6 separate regions of the Mus musculus genome follow, and all the other regions are linked to region 5. A link is a contact called in public Hi-C, HiChIP or PLAC-seq, capture Hi-C and promoter capture Hi-C data. All regions are on one chromosome and are shown on one strand. The core of a region is the stretch at or near the end of the contact, and the rest is flanking DNA. Distances in the headings are between cores, read along the strand shown. Region 1 holds the start of Snx30 (sorting nexin family member 30). Region 2 holds the start of E130308A19Rik (RIKEN cDNA E130308A19 gene). Region 3 has its middle 17 kb from the start of Musk. Region 4 holds the start of Hsdl2 (hydroxysteroid dehydrogenase like 2). Region 5 holds the start of Ptgr1 (prostaglandin reductase 1). Region 6 overlaps E130308A19Rik (RIKEN cDNA E130308A19 gene).

The links. Hi-C and Micro-C count contacts between places; a contact is called where the count stands out from the background. HiChIP or PLAC-seq counts read pairs in DNA pulled down with a chosen protein or histone mark. Capture Hi-C pulls out chosen DNA fragments and counts their contacts.
Region 1: a contact with region 5 is called in a promoter capture Hi-C map of liver, with 4 times the contacts expected there. The contact joins the promoter of Snx30 here to the promoter of Ptgr1 in region 5. A contact is called at or near these places in 3 of 39 promoter capture datasets (the C10 cell line, liver and pre-B cells), 1 of 115 datasets of contacts at active chromatin or transcription factors (the 230-238 cell line) and 2 of 9 other capture datasets (adipose tissue and liver).
Region 2: a capture Hi-C map of macrophages shows a contact between it and region 5, with 4 times the contacts expected there. The contact joins the promoter of E130308A19Rik here to the promoter of Ptgr1 in region 5. A contact is called at or near these places in 8 of 39 promoter capture datasets (the 3T3-L1 cell line, the C10 cell line, fetal liver and 3 more), 3 of 115 datasets of contacts at active chromatin or transcription factors (the 230-238 cell line, bone marrow-derived macrophages and large pre-B cells) and 3 of 9 other capture datasets (adipose tissue, liver and macrophages).
Region 3: a Hi-C map of tail fibroblasts shows a contact between it and region 5, with 5 times the contacts expected there. The contact joins the enhancer-like site here to the promoter of Ptgr1 in region 5. A contact is called at or near these places in 12 of 39 promoter capture datasets (the 3T3-L1 cell line, 3T3-L1-derived adipocytes, the HPC-7 cell line and 8 more), 3 of 15 datasets of contacts at CTCF or cohesin (the NIH/3T3 cell line, large pre-B cells and pro-B cells), 33 of 484 Hi-C or Micro-C datasets (3T3-L1-derived adipocytes, B cells, the C2C12 cell line and 19 more), 10 of 115 datasets of contacts at active chromatin or transcription factors (the NIH/3T3 cell line, astrocytes, craniofacial prominence and 7 more) and 1 of 9 other capture datasets (embryonic stem cells).
Region 4: a contact with region 5 is called in a promoter capture Hi-C map of liver, with 9 times the contacts expected there. The contact joins the promoter of Hsdl2 here to the promoter of Ptgr1 in region 5. A contact is called at or near these places in 13 of 39 promoter capture datasets (the 3T3-L1 cell line, the C10 cell line, the HPC-7 cell line and 8 more), 2 of 15 datasets of contacts at CTCF or cohesin (large pre-B cells and pro-B cells), 27 of 484 Hi-C or Micro-C datasets (B cells, the Ba/F3 cell line, CD4 T cells and 14 more), 18 of 115 datasets of contacts at active chromatin or transcription factors (the 230-238 cell line, the SCID.adh cell line, T-cell acute lymphoblastic leukemia and 13 more) and 5 of 9 other capture datasets (adipose tissue, embryonic stem cells, liver and 2 more).
Region 6: a contact with region 5 is called in an H3K4me3 HiChIP or PLAC-seq map of the 230-238 cell line, with 12 times the contacts expected there. The contact joins the enhancer-like site here to the promoter of Ptgr1 in region 5. A contact is called at or near these places in 2 of 39 promoter capture datasets (the C10 cell line and the HPC-7 cell line), 2 of 115 datasets of contacts at active chromatin or transcription factors (the 230-238 cell line and large pre-B cells) and 1 of 9 other capture datasets (embryonic stem cells).

The regions. Positions count from the first base shown.
Region 1 is chr4:59,804,311-59,807,335 of GRCm38.p6, reverse strand. It overlaps Snx30 (sorting nexin family member 30), which reads right to left and starts at 1,686. Exons shown (of 9, transcript NM_172468.2): 1 at 1,111-1,686. The coding sequence starts at 1,266.
Region 2 is chr4:59,624,709-59,627,866 of GRCm38.p6, reverse strand. E130308A19Rik (RIKEN cDNA E130308A19 gene) reads right to left here and starts at 1,656. Exons shown (of 4, transcript NM_001015681.2): 1 at 1,376-1,656.
Region 3 is chr4:58,267,742-58,270,681 of GRCm38.p6, reverse strand. It overlaps the pseudogene Gm30907. Among named protein-coding and RNA genes, the nearest start is that of Musk, 17 kb to the left of the region's middle. Within about 2 kb of position 1,596, at least 18 of the 459 cell types and tissues checked have an H3K27ac peak or open chromatin away from gene starts, as enhancers often do. A contact at or near this core is called in the C2C12 cell line, the HL-1 cell line, the NIH/3T3 cell line and 1 more, where this site is marked.
Region 4 is chr4:59,580,137-59,583,275 of GRCm38.p6, reverse strand. Hsdl2 (hydroxysteroid dehydrogenase like 2) reads right to left here and starts at 1,713. Exons shown (of 11, transcript NM_024255.3): 1 at 1,501-1,713. The coding sequence starts at 1,517.
Region 5 is chr4:58,985,804-58,989,041 of GRCm38.p6, reverse strand. Ptgr1 (prostaglandin reductase 1) reads left to right here and starts at 1,964. Exons shown (of 10, transcript NM_025968.3): 1 at 1,964-2,004.
Region 6 is chr4:59,726,568-59,729,672 of GRCm38.p6, reverse strand. All of the region lies in intron 2 of E130308A19Rik (RIKEN cDNA E130308A19 gene), which reads right to left. Among named protein-coding and RNA genes, the nearest start is that of Inip, 56 kb to the left of the region's middle. Within about 2 kb of position 1,627, at least 20 of the 459 cell types and tissues checked have an H3K27ac peak or open chromatin away from gene starts, as enhancers often do.

The DNA of each region.
Region 1 (3,025 bases), core at 437-2,936, 820 kb before region 5:
ATAAATCCCTATCACTTCCCGGTCATTCTGAGAGCTTAGGCCCAGCAAGTCACACTCTCCCATAGGAAATGTTACCTCCCACATGCCTTTCCCATCTAAGAGAAGAAGTAAAGTTAAGTCTCCCAATTCCACTCATTCCATTAATACTACGGAAAGGAAGAATTCATTTACTATTTTAATAGGAGGAAGAGACCCTGATCTCAAGTGCTAAGAACAATTGGAATGTCTGCAACTCGTGACTAAGTGGCAGCAGGAGCGCAGATACAATCGCTGCTCAAAATCCTGGTCACAGCTGAAATGGAGATGGGGGCGGGGAGGGGGGAGATGCAGTCTCTTCCTCCTCCCCACGGGACTTTGCTGTCTCTCAAAGCAGCAGGAGAGTATAGCAAAACGACCAAGAGCCTCCCTCTGCACAAAGAAGGTCAAAGGGCGAGCTTGCTTTCCGTCAACCACAAAACCAGCCACTGCCAAACCTAATCAATGTGGTTCGCTATAAGAGGTGAATGAAGCCCTAGACAGAAAACCAGAGACTCTCCTCTAGCCGCCGCTGAGGTCGGAGTCAGGTGACTCCTGGGGCAAACAGCAAACCTAAACAAAGATCACTCCCCACATGACCGACTGGGGAGAAGATGAGCAAGGCTGCTCAGACCCACCCCGGAAAACCATTAGCCATTAACTCTTGCTTTTTTTTTTTGCAGTCCGGGGAAACTGGAGGCGCCAACAAGTTATTCCTATTCTGCAGCTCCTCTTCAAGGAATGCACCTAGAGGGGTGAGGGACCTCATTCTCGGGACACAGAGGCGAAGTACCGCAGCACACGCCCCGGGTCCCCACATGCTTGCTGCAACCCGAACCCCTCCCCACCAGCTGTCACCCGCGCTCGGGGCCACTCTCAGCCAGGGAAAACACATGCCCTCTGGCCGCTTAGCCTGCAGCTGCGACCCCGCGGGGGCAGTGAGAGGACAGGCTTTGGCCAAGGGCTGTTGGGGCCAAAGCACGCCTAACCTCCGGGAAAGGGGCGCCAGGATGAGCGCGGCCCAGTGTCAGGGGTGGTCCTGGATCCATCCTCCTCCCGCTCCGCCCCAGGAGTCCCCAGCCCCAAGCGCCCCACCTTGTCACCGAAGCTGCGGGCCATCAGTAGGTCCGGGCTGGGCGTGCTGTCGCCTCCCACGGCCTCCTCGCTGCTGGAGCCGGCTAGCGGGTGCGGCATGTCGCGCAAGGACTGGGGCCCCGTGGACGGCAGGGCCTTGGGGGGCCCGCCCGCCATGGCGCGCAGCGCTCGGGACCCGGGCCGCCGCTTACTCCCGCAGCTCTCCGCCCCACTCGGCCCGAGGCCCTGCACTAGCTGGTGGTGGCAGCCTCCGCCCGATGCTTCTCCTGCCCGCGAGGCTGAGCTTTCCCGAGCGTTACACCACAGCTCCGTGGGCTAAGCCGCGCCAAACCCCAGCACCTCCGACCCTGCGCCCTGCTAGCAGCGCCACGCCGCCCACGGCTCTCAGCCCCGCCCCCGCGGAGCCTCTGCCCGCCGGGAGGGAGGGCGGGACGCAGGGTGGGGCGGAGCTTGAAGGAGGAGGCGGCCCGCCCCGCCCACCTCCCGGCAGGAAGTGCGCCCACTGGCAGCTTCGCTGGGGGCTCAGAAAGCATCAGTGTGAGTTAGGATCTTCCAGCCACACTGCACACGCAGAAAGAAATAAAAATGTGGAGCGTGTCTTAGTATCGTAAAGGGTTACGTGGCTCAGAGGAACTAGAGAACATCCAGTAGAAAAACTAGAAGGACATTTAAAGAGGCAGTGTGGTATGTCTTCAACTCCACACTGAAGTCCCCATACCGACTGGCTTCTGCAGCTAAGCGGGGTTTATGTAAGGCGAAACCTCAGAAGCATGAGCATCCGTAAATAGCGTGTGCTACAAATGATTTACGGTCCTGACGTGCACACTTAGCCAACCAGGTCTGCAAGAACCGTGAGGTCCTAGTTGTTTTTCACGCATTGATGGTTCCTATACTGGCCTCGGGCCGAACTGAATTCTCCAGAGCTTTTATTCGCTGCCATGGTGGAGATAGACTGGGCTTTACTTCCAGCTCTTTAAAGTATATCATTGTCCCCTTTTCCACTTACCTGTCACTGGCGCTTCAGTCTCGAAGGTCAAGTTAGAGGGTCATCTGCCCATCTAGCAAACACGTAAATACTGTGTGGGGCTCACTGTGAAGAAAGACATTTTTTCCAGTCCTTGAACTTCTTAGGTTTGTCCAGTTTTCCTGTTAAAAAATGGTGACAGGTTTTAACATTGGGATTCACAAAGGTCTCTCTCTATCTGTCACACTTTCTCTAAAAACAAAACATGTAGAATGCAGAATTGAAACCAACCCAAAATAACTACCAGAGTCTCATTTAACTTCAGTGGCCCCCTTCTGACGTAGTCCAAAGAGTTGAGCCCTTAGTACAGTATCCATTGTCTTTTATCTCCTCCAGAGCAGTCTGCCTTGGTTGGGAAAATAATATTGAAAGGGCACTAAACAGCAATTTTAAATGCTGTATCTGCCTCATGGGAGTGCTAGGGTCTGATCTCCTGAGTTGGGCAAAATTGTCACTTCATTTATATCTAGGAGCTGCCTAAAACTATTGCATACCCTATTATCTTCATTAAAGTAAACAATACAAATATAACTAGAAACGACTGATCTATAGATATCTGGCAGATCTTCTTCTTGAATATTGTTATTTATTTAAACAATTAGGCCACCTCAACATAATGGTGCTCTTAAGATTTCACAGAAGTAGGGCTGAAGAGATGGCTCAGTGGTTAAGAGTATTGACTACTCTTATAGAGGTTCTGAGTTCAATTCCCAGCAACCACATGGTGGCTCACAACCATCTGTGATGGGATCTGATGCCCTCTTCTGATGTGTCTGAAGACAGCGACAGTGTACAGTGTACTCATATAAATAAAATTTTTAAAACAACACTGCTTTTATACAGAACCTAGATTTGACAATGAGGTGAAGTGAAAGAACCAACTCCTCAAAC
Region 2 (3,158 bases), core at 407-2,906, 640 kb before region 5:
TTCAAATTTAGATTTTCTTTTTAAAGGAATCTTCCATTTTCTCCAAATGGCTGTTTAGTGCTCCTCAAAACTATTAAAAACAAAAACCATTTCCCGGTAACAGTCAGACTTATGTATGTCAATATGAATTCTCACAGTAGACAAAAATAAAGTTTCTAAAAGTGAGGAACAAACAGATTAACATAGTGCATAACCCAATACCTACATAGAAACGTGAGTCTGTGAAATGAATTTTATGAATGCTTAATGTACTTCATTTATTATTTGATCATTTATGAACACATAGCAACTGTTCACGAAGTAAGCCAGCTAATCAAATAAGAAAAAACAGAGCTACTACCTTCCACCTTTCAAAACACTATATCTAACGTACAACAACCCTACCCTTGGTTTGTACGCATGTAAGGAATAAATGTATCATGTAAAATAAGGAAATACCGCTGGGAAAAATCACTTCTAACATCACGTTCTCTTCATATGCTATGAAAAAAAAAAAAATCTCCTATCTTAAAACGGAAAACAAAGGTTTTAGCCTGCATGGAAAGACTATCATTGTTTTACTCTCTAATGCAAGCCCTACCATAAAAGCTGTCACTACATGACACTCCAATTAACTGTTTAGTAGGTAGACTACTCTATCGGTGATAATCCTAAGGACCACAAGAAAAAACTTTACTCCACAACTTCAAAACAATTTCTTTAAAAATATTAAAAAAAAAAAAAATCAGCCATGTTCGATTTTCTCCATTTAAGTCACTGCCTGACCTTTAACATTTTAAATTAAAGTCAGCCGTAAGAAAACCACAAACATTTTTTGTTTGTCTGTTTGTTTGTTTGTTTGTTTCATCTGATGTGTTTGTTGCTGGTCAGCTCAACCTCCTCTCTCCAGGACACTAGGTTTCTTGATCTATTTGATAACAAACCCAAATCACTGTGCGCAGCCTCAGATTGGGGGGAGCTTTTGGGAGAAAGCCCTCCTCCGTTAGAAACAATAAATAAGGGAGCAAAGCGCCGCACGTTCCTTTACACGCCCCACACGCACCTCCCGGTACCTCCGGACAACCAAGCTAGTCCGGCAGAGCCCCGAGGTGTCTCAGACTCTGCAACTAGCTAGGCAGACCGTTCCTCCTCCGTCCCGCCCTCCTGCCCAGCTCGGGGGACGCCGGCGCACCGACAGTCCCCGCCAAGACGCCGCCGGCCGCGAACCGGTGCGCGCCCCGCTCTGCGCCCGCAGACCCCTCCGCCCCTAGCGCCCTCCCGCCTCGCTGGCCCGGAGCAGACAAAAGGAAGGTTCTGAGGGTCACGGCGCGGCCGCCCACACACAAAGAGGCCCCGCGCCCGCGTGCTCCCCAGCCCCGCGCGGGCTCTCACCCACCTGCAGGTGTCTGTGCGTCTGTCCATAGGAACGCGGGCGGTGGGGCCTGCGGGAGCCCGGCGGCCCGAGCTGGACGGGGAGGGACGGCGGGACGGAGGGCGGCAGCACCACAGCCGGAGGCCCCGGGGCCGGAGTCGGTGAACCGGGAAGGGCGCCCCACGGGCTGCGCGGCGGGTGACGGCGGTGGTGCGATGAGAGGGGGGGGCGCAGGCGCCAGCCTGGCTCGGCCACCGGCGCGCGCCGCTCCGTGCGCCCCGGGCTCCGCGCGCCCGGCTTGGAGCGCGGGGGCGGGGCCGCGCGGGGCGGGGCCGGAGAGGGGCGGGGCGGGGGCTCGGACCCCAGCTTCAGCCGGCACCGGAAGCGCTCCTCAGGCGGCGGGACCTACAGGAAGTGTGTAGCGACGCCCGCGGAAGGCGCTCGACCCGCGGCGCTCGCTGCCCTGAGGGGGCGCGGGCCAAGCTCCTGTCAGCGACGCGAGCAGCCCGGAGCCGGCCGAGCTCGGCCCCCGTCGCTCCGACAGGTACAGAACCCACGCACGGTCTGTGCCACTTTCCACGCGTGTCCGCTGTCCTGGCCTCCGCGCACTTCAGCCTAAACACTTGAAGTAAGCAGAGCTTGATCGCGTTAGAGGTGTGTGACACCTCAGACAGAGTTGTGCCGGGTGGCCTGGGACCCGCAGTGTACTTACTCCATAGTGTCCTAATGTCCCACCGCATCGCATCCACACACACATCTAATAAACTGGAGTTCCCAGGGAAAAAAATAAAGAATAGTGCAAGGTGTTAAAGATTCTACACGCCTTAATAATTTATTTATTGCCTACCCATCAAACTTAATACCCTCATGACCTTAGGAAACTCTTTAATATGTCTTTTTTAGCAGTGGCTAAAAAAGTGGTTAAGAGCACTGGCTGCTCTTCCAGAACACCAAGTTGATTCCCGGCAGTATCTCACAACAGTCTGGAGTTCAGTCCCCGCGGTACGACAGAGCGGTGCAGACGTACATGCTGGCAAAACGACCACTAATAATAATAGTAGTAGTAATAGTAAAAAGAAGGAAGAAATGTATTGTCAGCTGACCTCTAGCTTCCACTGATTCAAAAGCTACAAATCTCATCAGTACCTGAAACTTGTAAATTTGGCCCACTTTGCTGTAATCCACCAACCTGCAGGCCTTGCCATTTGGTAATTGCCTTGATTTTATGACTTCCTTTTTTCTGTAAATAATAATAATAATAATAATAAAAGCTAATGTAACTACTTCCACAGTGGAGCATGTCTTCCAGGGTAATCTGAATCCATGTTGCTGGCCATCATTTGTATTTGGCTCAAGAGTAGACTCACTGAGCTCAGAGCTGTACTTTGGCATCTACACATTCATCCCACCCCAGGAGTGGGGCCGTTGTAACAGCTAAAACTCTCAGAGGTGCTCTGATACACAAGGCACTAAAAGCTACCTACACAGCATGGCACCACTGAGACAAGGCTGTGTGTTTAAAAACCCCTTTCATAGCACCTCCCAGATATGTCTGTGCCAAGCACTTAGTAAGTTGTTAATTCAGTTAGTCCTAGGAACGCTACAAAACTGGTGCTACTAACATTACTATTCTATAGAAAATTTGATACAAAATGTAATTTTTTTTATGTGTGTGGGGGTTGTTCTGCTTGCATGGATATCTCTGTGCCAGAGATGCCCTCGGTGCCTTCCCAGGCCAGTAGAGGGTGTCAAATGTCCTGGAACTGTAATTCCAGATGGGTGTGAGCTCCCTCCCGGGTGTTGGGAA
Region 3 (2,940 bases), core at 347-2,846, 720 kb after region 5:
GGATGCAGGGATATGAGAGCTATTCTTGCATGATTTTTCTTTCATTTTGTGCCTTTTTGTGGCTGCCAAGTGAAAGCTATATGCCGAAGGGTGCAAAGGAAAAAAATTAAAAGGAACAGACAGAATCACTTTGCATGCCTCATGGGTTATTCTCAGACCTCATGATATCATCTCAGGAGTGGAACACCTGCCTAATATGTATAAACTTCTGGGTTCAATCTCCAACAACAACAACAACAACAAATTAGAAAAGATAGAAGCAAGTTTTTAATTATGTGTAAATAAGTAAACAAAAATCTAAAGTTTCTAATGCAGAAATTCACCACTGCTATAGTGTGTTGTGTGTGTGTGTGTGTGTGTGTGTGTGTGTGCACAGACATGTAGTTTTGCTCCTAAGTCTCCAGGCCCTTCACCCTTCCACTTTCAGGACCTGCTATGGCATCAAGACCCTGTCTATCATTAATGATGCTGCAGCTTCCAGATTCTACTTTCCATGTAACTAAAGCATATCGCATGATCACATGACCAGGATGAGCCAATGAGATTCTTCATGCAAAAACAAAGCAAAATGTTGCTTTAGGGTTCATTCATCATGGCGCATGGCAGCAGCAGCAGAGTCTGAAGGATCAGCCATGGTGACAGGAAGTCACAGGGTCCAGCAGCTCCTGGGCTGAACTTGAAAAAGTGCCTCCCAGCCATGACCTTGTTTTTCACTCAGATTTCTAGTTTACGTATTTAGGCTTGTGGTTGATTTCTAGAGCTTCACACTCTTCTAGAAAATTCCTCATAGCATACATTAGATAGAGCTGGTGTTGGTTGTTGACAGTGAGAATGACAGGCAACAAAAGGGGCGTTTTGGGGGGGTTGTTTTGATTTGAGCTCTACCTGATGCTGTACTTTGTACTGTCCCACAAACAGAGTTTTCATAGGCATAAAAAGTTGTTACCATAACTCCTCACGGCCCAGCACTGGGTTCTCCCAATGTGAAGTTCAAGTGATTGGCATTTAGCTACCAAGTATCATTATTTTATAACACCATGTATTGTGCCCACTCATTGGTCCCAGGTGATCTCCCAACAGCCTCCTGGGCATCAACCATGTTTTGCATTTTTAACTGAGACTTCACAGAAATCTTAAGCTCCACCATTGAGTTTGGTCTCATCATGGCTTACATGCTGGGCCTTGCACTACATCTCACAGCTGAGCCAACTTTAAAATGTGACCTATTTTATGGTGCAGTACAAGCCAAGGCCTCTGAGTCCTTAATATGGGGTGGGTGGGTTGGTTGGTTGGTCTAACATTGAATGTAAGTCAATTGTAGCTTGCACACGTGGGTGTCACGTGGCCTTAGCCAGACCCTGTCAGGGCTCAAAGAGGGTCATGTTTGATTTATGTGTTCTTGATAGCACCTAGCTTTTTATTTGGATTTAGAGATAGCTTTAAACACATCAATCAAATGAGCTGTTTTAAAATCTTTCTTCTCAGCTGTCCCTGGTGCCAGATTGTCTAACAAATAGAGGCATAGACAGATGTAATTTGTGGCTGGTGGAGACAATTCTGTGTCATGCAGCAGGCCAGCTGATGGCACAATCCACAGCCTAGTCCATGCCTGACTCACAGGCAGTAAGTAGACTTCTAACTCATACCCAGATGGACGTTTAACTCCCCCACACATCAAGTAATGAAGGTTTGCCGCAGAAGATTGATGTAAACATTTGTTTGAAACTTGACAGTTGAACTTGGCATTGTATGATAACACACTTTTGCATATCACACTGTTCTTACTGGATTAAAAACTGATGTCTATGGTAACTTGCAAAACAGAACTTGGGCAAAATAATAAGCAGGATATGTGATATCTCATGTATGTACCAGAGACACATAAACAGACACTCCAGTCCCAAACACTTCAATAGGATTACAGTGTTTCTCTCATGATAGCAGGGTGAGAGAATAACCAGGATTTGTGTGCAAATAAAGCTCAGACATAAACATCAGGAATGAGATAGCCCTGGTTTCTAACAGAATTTAAGGATAAATATTTGTTACAGGGCTTATAACTGGCTACTCACTACAGTGCACAAAAAGCTTATTTAAAGTAACTTTTTAAAAAAGAAAATGGAGAAAGACTGTTTTAACAGGAAGAACAGAGGGTAGGAAAACTATAGAGTGACAGGAAATCTCTTTCTCAGAGCTCAGAAAGCAGCAAATACTGACCCTCACTATGGAAATGAGGTTTCTTCGGGTTGTTGCACTTTGGGATATGAAGCACAATGAAGAGCTACTTCTGTGACAAGGAGCCTGGCACTGACCAACTACTAGTGACTAGAGGAATGCCTTATTTCCAATGTTCTTTAGTTTCATCTTGACAAGGAAGTTAAACCCAAAGCACTCATAGCCCCCAGTCTTCCTGGCAGGTCCTGTAGGGTGCCTGTGTGCTTGATTGGCAGGGTCTAGTACAGCCTGAGGGCTCGGTCCTATCCAGATGTGTCAAAGTTTTATTAGGAACACCTGGGTCCCTAGGACACCCTACTGGGTTACCAGGAAATTTGGGTAGGAATGGGTTGGTAACCTTCATACTTTACAAAATCAGCGCTGCTGATAAAAGAAGTGAAACTTTGAAAGGCTGGAGTCCTGCACCTGTCCTGGTCGCTATTAGCTAGCTGCATGGGAACAGCCAAGAGAGCTGTCAGGAGGCCTGTAGACCTAAGCCAGCTGTGCCCCATGGGGATTTAGAGCACAGCTGTGCACGTGCCTAAATTCCATTTCTCAGGTGGCGTAAGTAAATGTCTCTGAAATATGCAGCATGACCTGTGGGTACCACTCTCTGTCTCTCTGCGTATGTAGTGCAGCAGGCGTCAGAACCTTCTTAGGGAGCCTGAAGTGAGGACCAAGGTCTTAGGTGAGGTCAGGGTCCAGTTGTTTACTGGGATTCCAGTA
Region 4 (3,139 bases), core at 464-2,963, 590 kb before region 5:
ACTATGGATGGTTGTGAGCCACCATGTGGTTGCTGGGATTTGAACTCAGGACCTTCGGAAGAGCAGTCAGTGCTCTTAACCGCTGAGCCATTTCACCAGCCCCGTTTACATTCAATTCAAACCAAAATAAAACAAAAGAATAATAATGGAAGCAAAGATAGAATAAAACACCACCAAGAAAAAGATAACAAACAGCTGGAAATGACTTAATATCCAACAATTGGAAACAGGTTAAGTACATAATGGTCTTCAATAATAGTTTGCAACCATTAAAGAGGACAAGGACAGGCTCATGCCTTTAATCTCAACTCTGGGGAGGCAGAGGCAGGAGGAACTCCCTGAGTTCAAGACCAGCCTGGTCTACAGAGAGAGTTCCAGGATAGCTAGGGCACAGACAAACCTTGTCTCAAAACAACAACAACAAACAAAACAAGAGGACAAAGACAAGCTGTGTGTACTGGAAACCTAAGTATGTGCCAAGACATGTCAGGTAAAAACAGCAAGCCCAAAATGGAGTTTGCTACTATTTTCTAAAAAGAAGGTATCCCTGTAAGGTATACAAAATATGTTGATAAGTACAAAAAATACAAACAGAAAGAAACTGGAGTTTTAAAGAGACTTATACCCTTTTGAACTATTTAAGTCTTTTAGCTGTCTATATGTGTCAAACTAATTACAGAATGGGCTTAACTTGTCACTCTGCTTAAGATAAACTTTATAGAACATAGTGGACCTACCTGAGTTCAGCAGGAACCAAGGGCAAGAAGAATCGGGAAGAACATTGTTTAATGGGTATTTGTTTTGATTTTGTAAAGTCCTGGTGACTGGCTGCACAATTGTGTCTCTATATAAGTGGGCTTGGGGGAGGGGGTGTAGACAAGGTTCTAACTCTGTAGCGTTTGCTGACAGAGTGAGCCTAGCACACTCACTATGTAGACCAGAACAGCCTCGAATCAATAGATCTTCTGACCCTGCTTCTGAGTGCTGGCATTAAAAGCAGGCGCCACCGCACCTGGCTAGGCTGGGATAAATATACTTCATTTTTAAGTAAAATAAATAAATAAACCCCTTACCAGAAATGTTCGTATTGTAACATTTTAACTCGCTACTAACTTGAAAACCATTTTCAAAACACCATTCTTCTATTATTCTACAATCAAGCATACAAACAGAAAATCTGAAGTCACTGTCTCAAGCGACCTTTCGCCTAGAAGATGAAAGCAACATTGTCACCAGGCCAAGCTAAAGGCGAGATGGGGCTACAACGGGTCGTCGGGGACACCTACGCTCGCGACCTTTCCCCGTGGAGTATCTGACACCACTGCCCCTTGCAGTGTACAACTTTTGAGTCTCAGTAGTACAGAACTTTGGGTTCTCGTGCATGCGCAGGTCCCAGCGACTCTATCTTTCCGCGAACCGGTGTTCCAGAGCGCGCGGCTCTGGGTTGCGCCGGCGACCTGCCGACTGGCCCCTGACCCCATCCCACCCCCGTCCTCTTACCCAGTGTTGGGCAGCATGACCTTCGCAGTTCAGAGAACTTGGTGGCAGTGGAACAGCAGCGAGCTGTGAGTGACAGGCGAACTTTCTCTCCGCATTTAGCCGCGCCCCGGGCCCCGCCCCGAGACCCGCTCGGGGACCGGCCCTCCTACAAGACCGAGATCCTACAAGACCGAGAGCTTACAAGACGGTGTGCGCCTGCGCACACCGGGCACTGGGCGGTTCTTCCCGCAGTTCTACAAACGACACCCAGGAAACCAACGCTCTGCGCAGGCGCTTTGGAGTACACCTCCGCCCCGCCCCTTTCCCGAGTCTGTAGGTGACAATCAGTTTCTCCTGTGGGCCACTGGCGTGTCTAGAGCATCATTACTACGTAGGCTTTTCCTCCTCAGCCTAGGTTCGGCGCATCGACGGCTCCCAGCCAGCCAGATGGCGGATTGAGGGGCGCTCCGGGGACTGACTTGAGGGTGCTGGGCGTCGTTTTCCCCTGTCTGTCCCCGAGCCAAGGCGCTCTCTCCGAAGAACACTTGTAGACATCTGAAAAATGCTTTTTGCAGAAGCCGGTCACTCTCATTTTCGCTGCCACTGAATCTAAATTTAGCCTGACCTCCAGTGTCTGGAGACAGGAGTTTCTGGAAGAGATCTTTGCAAAGGTCTCCCGCAAGCGTTCATCGTATGATCCGGGCCACAGAAATCAAGGTTGGAGAAGGAATCCTCAGTCCTGGAATGAATGCCGGAATGAGGTCGAGTCTGGGATTCAGTTTCGTTCTTGGAGTTATACCTAACTGAGCTACCCAGGAAATGAAATTGTTTTGTATTTTGTAGCGGGAGAAAAAGATGCTAACGAGGTTGTTATCTAAAGCTTAGTTCAGAAAACAACTTAAGACAGGTAGGTATATACTCTCCTAATTGTCAAACTTGCTGGATCTTTTGGAAGAGCAGCCAGTGCTCAGACAAGAGAAACCTGCACATCAAATCCTACACTCTCCTGACCCTGCGCAGCTAGAGCAGTTATTACTCCCTCCCTCTCCCTGACGATACCCCCACCCCCGCGGGGGGTGGGGAAAGGCAAATGCCAGCCTTGAGAACAAAAGAAAAGCAGCATACCCTAGCCTCCACGTCACTTAAACTCGACCCCTTTTGATTAACAACCAACATTTCTCACAGTGCAGATGGCTCCTTGCTGTTGAAGGAAACCGAAGCCAATACCCTTGAAATGATAATAGCCCACTCTTAGACTATGAAAAAGAGACAAACGTTCCCAGACAGCTGTGGCCGGTTGTAAACATATCAGAAGCGGTTCTGATAGCACAAGTTACTCTTCCCAGGTCAGAAAGGTACCTTTTCAGCTACACGGTTCTGCCCTGCTGTCTGAACAAATGTTATCAGGTTTAAAGGACAGCATTCCTTTACCCTCTCCTATATTGCCAACACAAAAACCCGCTTGCGGGTTTTTTTCTTTATAAACCCCCTTTACTTAGGCCTGGGGGTTCACTCTTTCCTGTTCTGTCAGGAAGGTTGGTGGCCCAAGCTCGAGCTTAAATAAAGACCCTCATGCGATTACAGTGGGGTATGATTCCTGGTCCTCTCCTTGGGATTTTTACAATCTGGGCACAACACTCTTAACCAGGGAACCATCTCT
Region 5 (3,238 bases), core at 715-3,214:
GCAGGGCTTGGGTGTTGCTCCTTTGGTAACTGTACATGCCTGAGGCCCCGTGAAGACATGGTCACAAGGAATTTGAGTCCTAACTGACACCTGTATTTAAGCCCCTCCCTCTCCAGAGCCTTCTCAAACCGAGGCAGCAGCAGACTCTTACCTAAGTCCCTGATATAGTGCACTCATATGAAGTCATTTAATTTTTTTCTTTTAATGATCCTTTCTCCAAATATATTTATAGCCTGAGCTAGGATGGGATGGAATGAATGGGGGCAGAATTCAGTCCTTACCAGAGAAATTGCGTAAAATGTGGATTTTTAGATTGTGGGGTATAACCTAGCAATCAAAAGACATTCTATACTTGATGCCTATGGAGATAAAGGTGTTAGAATAATGGAGTTCTTCATACAAGGGTGCATTATAGATTGTAGTCATGGAGCAGAACACCAGAAGAAGCAACTCCAGCCTTGAGGAATTAGTGGTTGTATACCTCAGTTAGGGAATAATACGATACAATAGAATAAACAAATAATAAACTATATCTGTCTATTTGGAAGATGTCTGTGACATTAAATCAGACTTCCCTCACCCCTTCCAAAAAACCTCGAGGCTGGGGACACAGCTCAGTGGCAGAGTACAGACTGGACATCTGTGAGGCCTGGGGTTCAACCAAATGAACACATAAGTAAACAAAGAAATAGAAGGACTCCAATTTGGTTAAAAACCAGAAAAGTCCTTTCTATGTATTCCTGAATGACCAGAGCAAAGGAATGAAAAGCAGTCAGTGACAGTAAAAACCGTGGATTCAAAGAAGACGAAAAGAAGACGGAGACTAAAGAAGGGGTGATGGCGACTAAAGAGTTAAAACATTTTTGCACTATGGCATGGCTTAGGAAGTTAGCCTGAGTCTTGGTGACCCATCAATGAACAAGTCGCTGAGATCTGGCACCCATTCTCCCACAGGCTGGTCCTAAGGTGAGACACAAAGATGGAAAATAAGAGGGACAGGAAGGGAGAGAAGCTGATCGCTCAAAAACCTGGGTAGGTTCCCTATGGGGATCAGAAACTCCAAGATAAAAGGTCAAGGTCGCCTAAGGAGAAGGTGGTGGTGGTGGGGGGGGGGGGGGTTCTGAGCCCATCACCTCAAGCAAGATTGTTCAACGAATGTTTGTGACTTAAGAGTTTTTTTGTTTTTTTGTTTTTGTTTTTTTTTTTTAATGAACTGGGTGCTCTCTCTGCCGTGAGCCTGAGCAACGGTCCTCAGGAAGCCTCCCTAACGTTTCCTTTACAGAAGGGCGGTCTTTAGGACAGAGTAAACCAGCTTGCACCCCACCCCCTTCCATAGTTAAGCTTAGGTGCAAATTATATTCTTTGAGCGCTGTGACTTAGGCATTGCCCGGGAGCATAGATTTCTAAATGTTCTGCTTACATCCTTACATCGAAAGCAAGTGTTTTCCCTCACCATTAATAAACTAGCTGTCTTTGGGACTTAACCTGAACGGGATTCTTGATCTGGGGACACCAGGCTGCTGGAAGCAAGCAATGCAGACTCCATCTCCCCACTGCCACAACTACATTTTATTTCACCTTATTCTTTACGAAATATATTTTTAGATGCCATGACTGCACACCTTCTTTGTTAAGGTTTCAGAGAACCTAGCACCGGCCTCACGACAGGAAGTAGTCAGCAGCAGCAGCTGGCTTAACTAATGCTGGCCAGAGGTGGTAGGATTTTTCCTGAATTAACTGTGTAGTAGTTTCTTGTTTTCTTTGCTTCTGATGCAAACATAAATTGTGAACTTAAGCAAAAAAGAAAAAAAATATTTAAACACACACACACACCCCTCCCAATGTCCCTTCCCTGCTGTGTGTGGGCAGAAGCTCCAAAGCTTCCAGAAGTTGCCCCTCCCTGGAGAAGCCCCGCCCTCACCGACCGCCCAGTATAAGTCAAGTCCTGGGCGCTTTGCGAAGCATTCAGAGCGGTCTCCCGGGAAGGAGTTTCTGTGAGCTTGTGTAAGTAGACTCTACACTACTCTATTTGAGCCCTCTCTTTTCTCTCTTCCCTCCTCCAACCCCTTCTTTCTCCCCGCCGAGCATCTAGAGCCTGGTTGAGCAAGTGAGCACGGCAGGCACCCCCAATCCACCCCACCGGTACTCGGCGACTCCTGGGTTCTGCACTTAGGAAGTTAGGGAGGCCGGGGTCGTCTCGCGGTCCTGCACGCCCTTGAAGAGATTGAGACCCGCACTAGGAATAGGGCAAAGTCTGGCTGCCTGTTCCGTTGTGGGTGCATGGAGCGCGACTGCCAGCACCCAGGAAGGCCTGGGCAACAGAGTTTGCAGGATTGCCAAACTGATTCAAAAGAGAAGACAGGGGTGGGGATTTGCGCATGCGCAGTGAAAGCTACACTTGCAAGTCAGGCCATGTACGGAGAGGACCCTTTGCAAGGGGGACCTACTAGACCTGTGGCGACTTCAGAAGGACCAGGCGCTGCCTTTTTGGAAAAAGAGACGGAATTATGTATTCTTAAAACACAAGGGAAACCCGCCTGTGAAATAGATGTCTCCGCGTGTGAAAGTGCTTATCACACAAGTCCCATGACTTGAGTTCGATCCCTGAAACCACGGGTGGAAGGCGGGAACCCACTCCTGAAGTCGCTTTAGGCTCTCGGTGACACGCAAGCGCCCTCACCCACACACCTGCATCATGTACACACGAACTAGTAATAACAGTAAACTAGATTAAACCTGAGCGAGCATGCCTGTTATATCTTGGCATGTAGAAGCAAGAGGATGGAAGGTTCCAAGATAGCTTCTGCTATAGTGAGTTCAAGGCCAGCCTTGGCTACACAGACGGGCGCTGTAATCAGAAAAACAAGTTGAGCTGGGCAGTGGTGGCACATCCTTTAGTCCCAGCACTTGGGAGGCAGAGGCAGGCGGATTTCTGAGTTCGAGGCCAGCTTGGTCTACAGAGTGAATTCCAGGACAGCCAAGGCTATACAGAAAAACTCTGTCTCAGAAAAACTAAACCAAACCAAAACAAAAATCTAAGAAAAAGAAAAACAAGTTGAACTCATGAATATGGGGTGAAATGATAGTTATTAGAGGCTGAAAAGGGCTAAAAGTATTTGTGAAAGGGTACAGAAACATGAGTGTGGCTCTTTAAACAATAATGATATATAATAATAATAATAATAGTTCAAACCAAGCAGATTATTTCTCATGAAAATAGAAGCTAAAGAAGGCGATG
Region 6 (3,105 bases), core at 378-2,877, 740 kb before region 5:
AAGAATTTTATTACCTGCTTGTGTAAATAGCTGTGTGTATAAATGCTTCCTCTTTCAGTACTGTTCCCTTCATGGTTACATGCATGTATATGGAGTCCCTGGCTCTGTACATAGTGATAATATCCCAGGACCACTGCAGTATACCAGGCCAACAACTTGATTCTTTTTTTTCAAATTGGGACCTGCTTTTTTAAATTGGTAAAGTTACAAAAACAGCTACTTTGCAGAAAATAGTTTATTAACTGAAAACTGGTTGTCAGATCCAAATATAGAAAAGACAGTGTGACTGAACAGGCGCTCACTGGAGACACCATCAACACCCATTAGCTGAATTTATTGGGTTGCTTATTTCCATAAAGTTTAGGCTGTACCAACAAATGTATACATAAATAAAAACAACAACAGAAAAATCTCACTACATTAGAGGCAAATGTTATATACATGATGGAACCGACCACTGGGACACAAAACTAGAGTTTTATTTAAAGCACAAGTACACAGACAGTAATGAAGGCAGAACAGTGAGCTGAGAAAAATGAAACATCTTAGTGTGAAAGGTCAGTGAGCAGCAAAACAAAAATGAAAGTGATACCATATATACTCTTGGTCACAAAAGTTCTGTATTACAAACACTGACAGGCAGAGGATCACCTGACTAGAGAGCATCATACATCTGACATGTTAACACATGGTTCTCTCACCTGGACTCACCTTTCTCTGCTTCCCATCACAAGTTATAACTGTAGCAGCTTAAAGACATTTTAAAATATGACACGAGTGACAGAGACACATGTTTTTCCCACATAAATCATATAGAAGCCAGGGGCTAAAAGACACACAGGAAGATGCCAATCGACCAACTTGGGCAAGTCACACCCCCCCGCCCCCCCCCCCCCCCCAAAGCACGGCACAGCCCTCTGTGGTTTCAATGACATCCCTTAAGCATTAATTATGATTACGGTATTTCCAAACAGACGCCTGGTCTTAACCATAAAACAACAATGATAAGTCTGTCTTTTTATTCCCTAAGTACTTAGGGATGGAAGAAAAGGAGCTGCAAACACATCTCTACAACTTAGAAGCAGAACAGAGGACCTCCCTGGAGCAGAATACAGCCTCCATCCCACTAAGGCATGAGATTCTTCCTTGCAGTCGACACTTGCATCACATACTGATTCTGGTAAATTTAAGTAGGGCCATCCATTCAGTCTCCTCGCCAGACCTATGGGATTTTAGTTACATGTTTACATTACTGCATAGGAGAGGGAAATGATCCCTTAGTACAAGGTTGATCTGGCAACTCTGTGTCCAACTTTTGCAACAAGTATGTTTACAGTCATGGGGGAAATAGAAACAATAAATTAAAAACCTACCAAGTATACATACGGTTTGTTCAAAAAACTACAGTAGGACATAAAGGTCTTAGGATAGGGAGATATTCAAAACAGAAGATCCGAGGGTGGAAAAACAGCTGGAAGCAGGATTCAAACACATGCCCACTGTGAACCCAGAGACTTCATCACTGAAGCCATGCAGTTGTTGGTGTCTGAAATCTCCCAATACCAGAATCAAGAAACGCTGCGGTTCGGCTCTGGGGCTGGGTGAGCACAGCAGAGTTGTGCTGCACCACACGGACCTCAGTTCCTTTTTATTGCTTCCTCCCCCCCCCACCGCCCCCCGTAGGGGCGGACATTCAAAGCATATTCTGGTAGGCATGAGCAGGTAAATCACGCTGTGACCCTTTAATACAGTTCCTCATATAATGGTGACCCCCCACCATAGAATTATTTTTATTGCTACTTCCTAACTGTAATTCTGCTACTGTTATGAACTGTTAATATAAATATCTGGTATGCAGGATATCTGATATGTGAACCACGTGAAAGGGTCATTCAACACCCCCAAAAGGGTCACAATCCATAGGTTGAGAACTGCTGCTCTAAGCAAAGACATGGCAGGGGCCTTGACGAATTAGTTTTAATTATCTTAGAATTAAATCAGTAATTCTAGCACCAATGTGTCCAAACACAGCACTGGTTGTCACTATGCCCCTGACAGCCACACAAAAAGCTTCTGTGTAGCTAAGGAGATTATTCCTTCATGAAAGGAATCCTGTAATTATTACCTATTGAACTGATGGGGGGGGGGCTGCAGTAAGGGAGGGATTTTCGCATGTTGGTGTAAAAGGCTCTTTCAGAAGCAGCCTTCTTTGCTTAATATTTTATGACAGTCTAAGTAAGAGTGTGATGGTATTTGCCCCGTGTTGACTATAGAGTGAGTGCAGTAGATGGAGTTAGTCTGTTGGAGCAGCTTTCTTCCTGTCTTTGGAGTGTGTGTGGTGCCACCAAGTAGAGAAGGAAACACCAGGGACTGAATGGACAGACAGGTAAAAAGACCTGATGGATATAAGGCCGTGAACCACCTCAGCCCTAAGCAAATGCTTGACACAAAAGCTGACATTAGGTATACATTAAATTTAAATGTCTTATTCAGATTCAATTTTTATTATCTTTGATTATGTGTAAGTATGTGCAGAGGTTTTGGCCTGTAGCTAGAATTACAGACACCTGATATGTGGGACTATCATATATATATATATATATATATATATGATAGCTGGGACTCAAACTCAGGTCCTCCAGAGGAGCCATACATGTTCTTAACCACTGAGCCATCTCTCCAGCCCCTAAGTTACTAGTTACTCTTATAGATGCAATTCTATGTGAGCCATGCTGACACCTAAGACAATGTGTGCACCTCGAAGGCTTCTGCTGCTACACCATTCAAACTAAAAATACCTGACCGGGGAGGCCCTGCTGCCCCACTGTCTTCTACTGGACTTTGCCATAAAAATGCTCAAGTTTAAAAGAAGAAGATTCTCAGTGGCAAACAGAATTGCTGTTCTCTTTTCTGCAGGTGTGTGGCAGGAAGGCTCTCTCTGGAACGGAACAACACATGCGGAACAGCAGCTTGGCACTGCACGGTGACTACATTTCCTTCCGAAGAAGCCGCTAAGTGCTGGCTCAAAATACTAGACGAAGCACTACTTTCTCAGGTCACACGTAACACACATGTGGGTGGCACAGCCTAACTACAGTAAGTGAC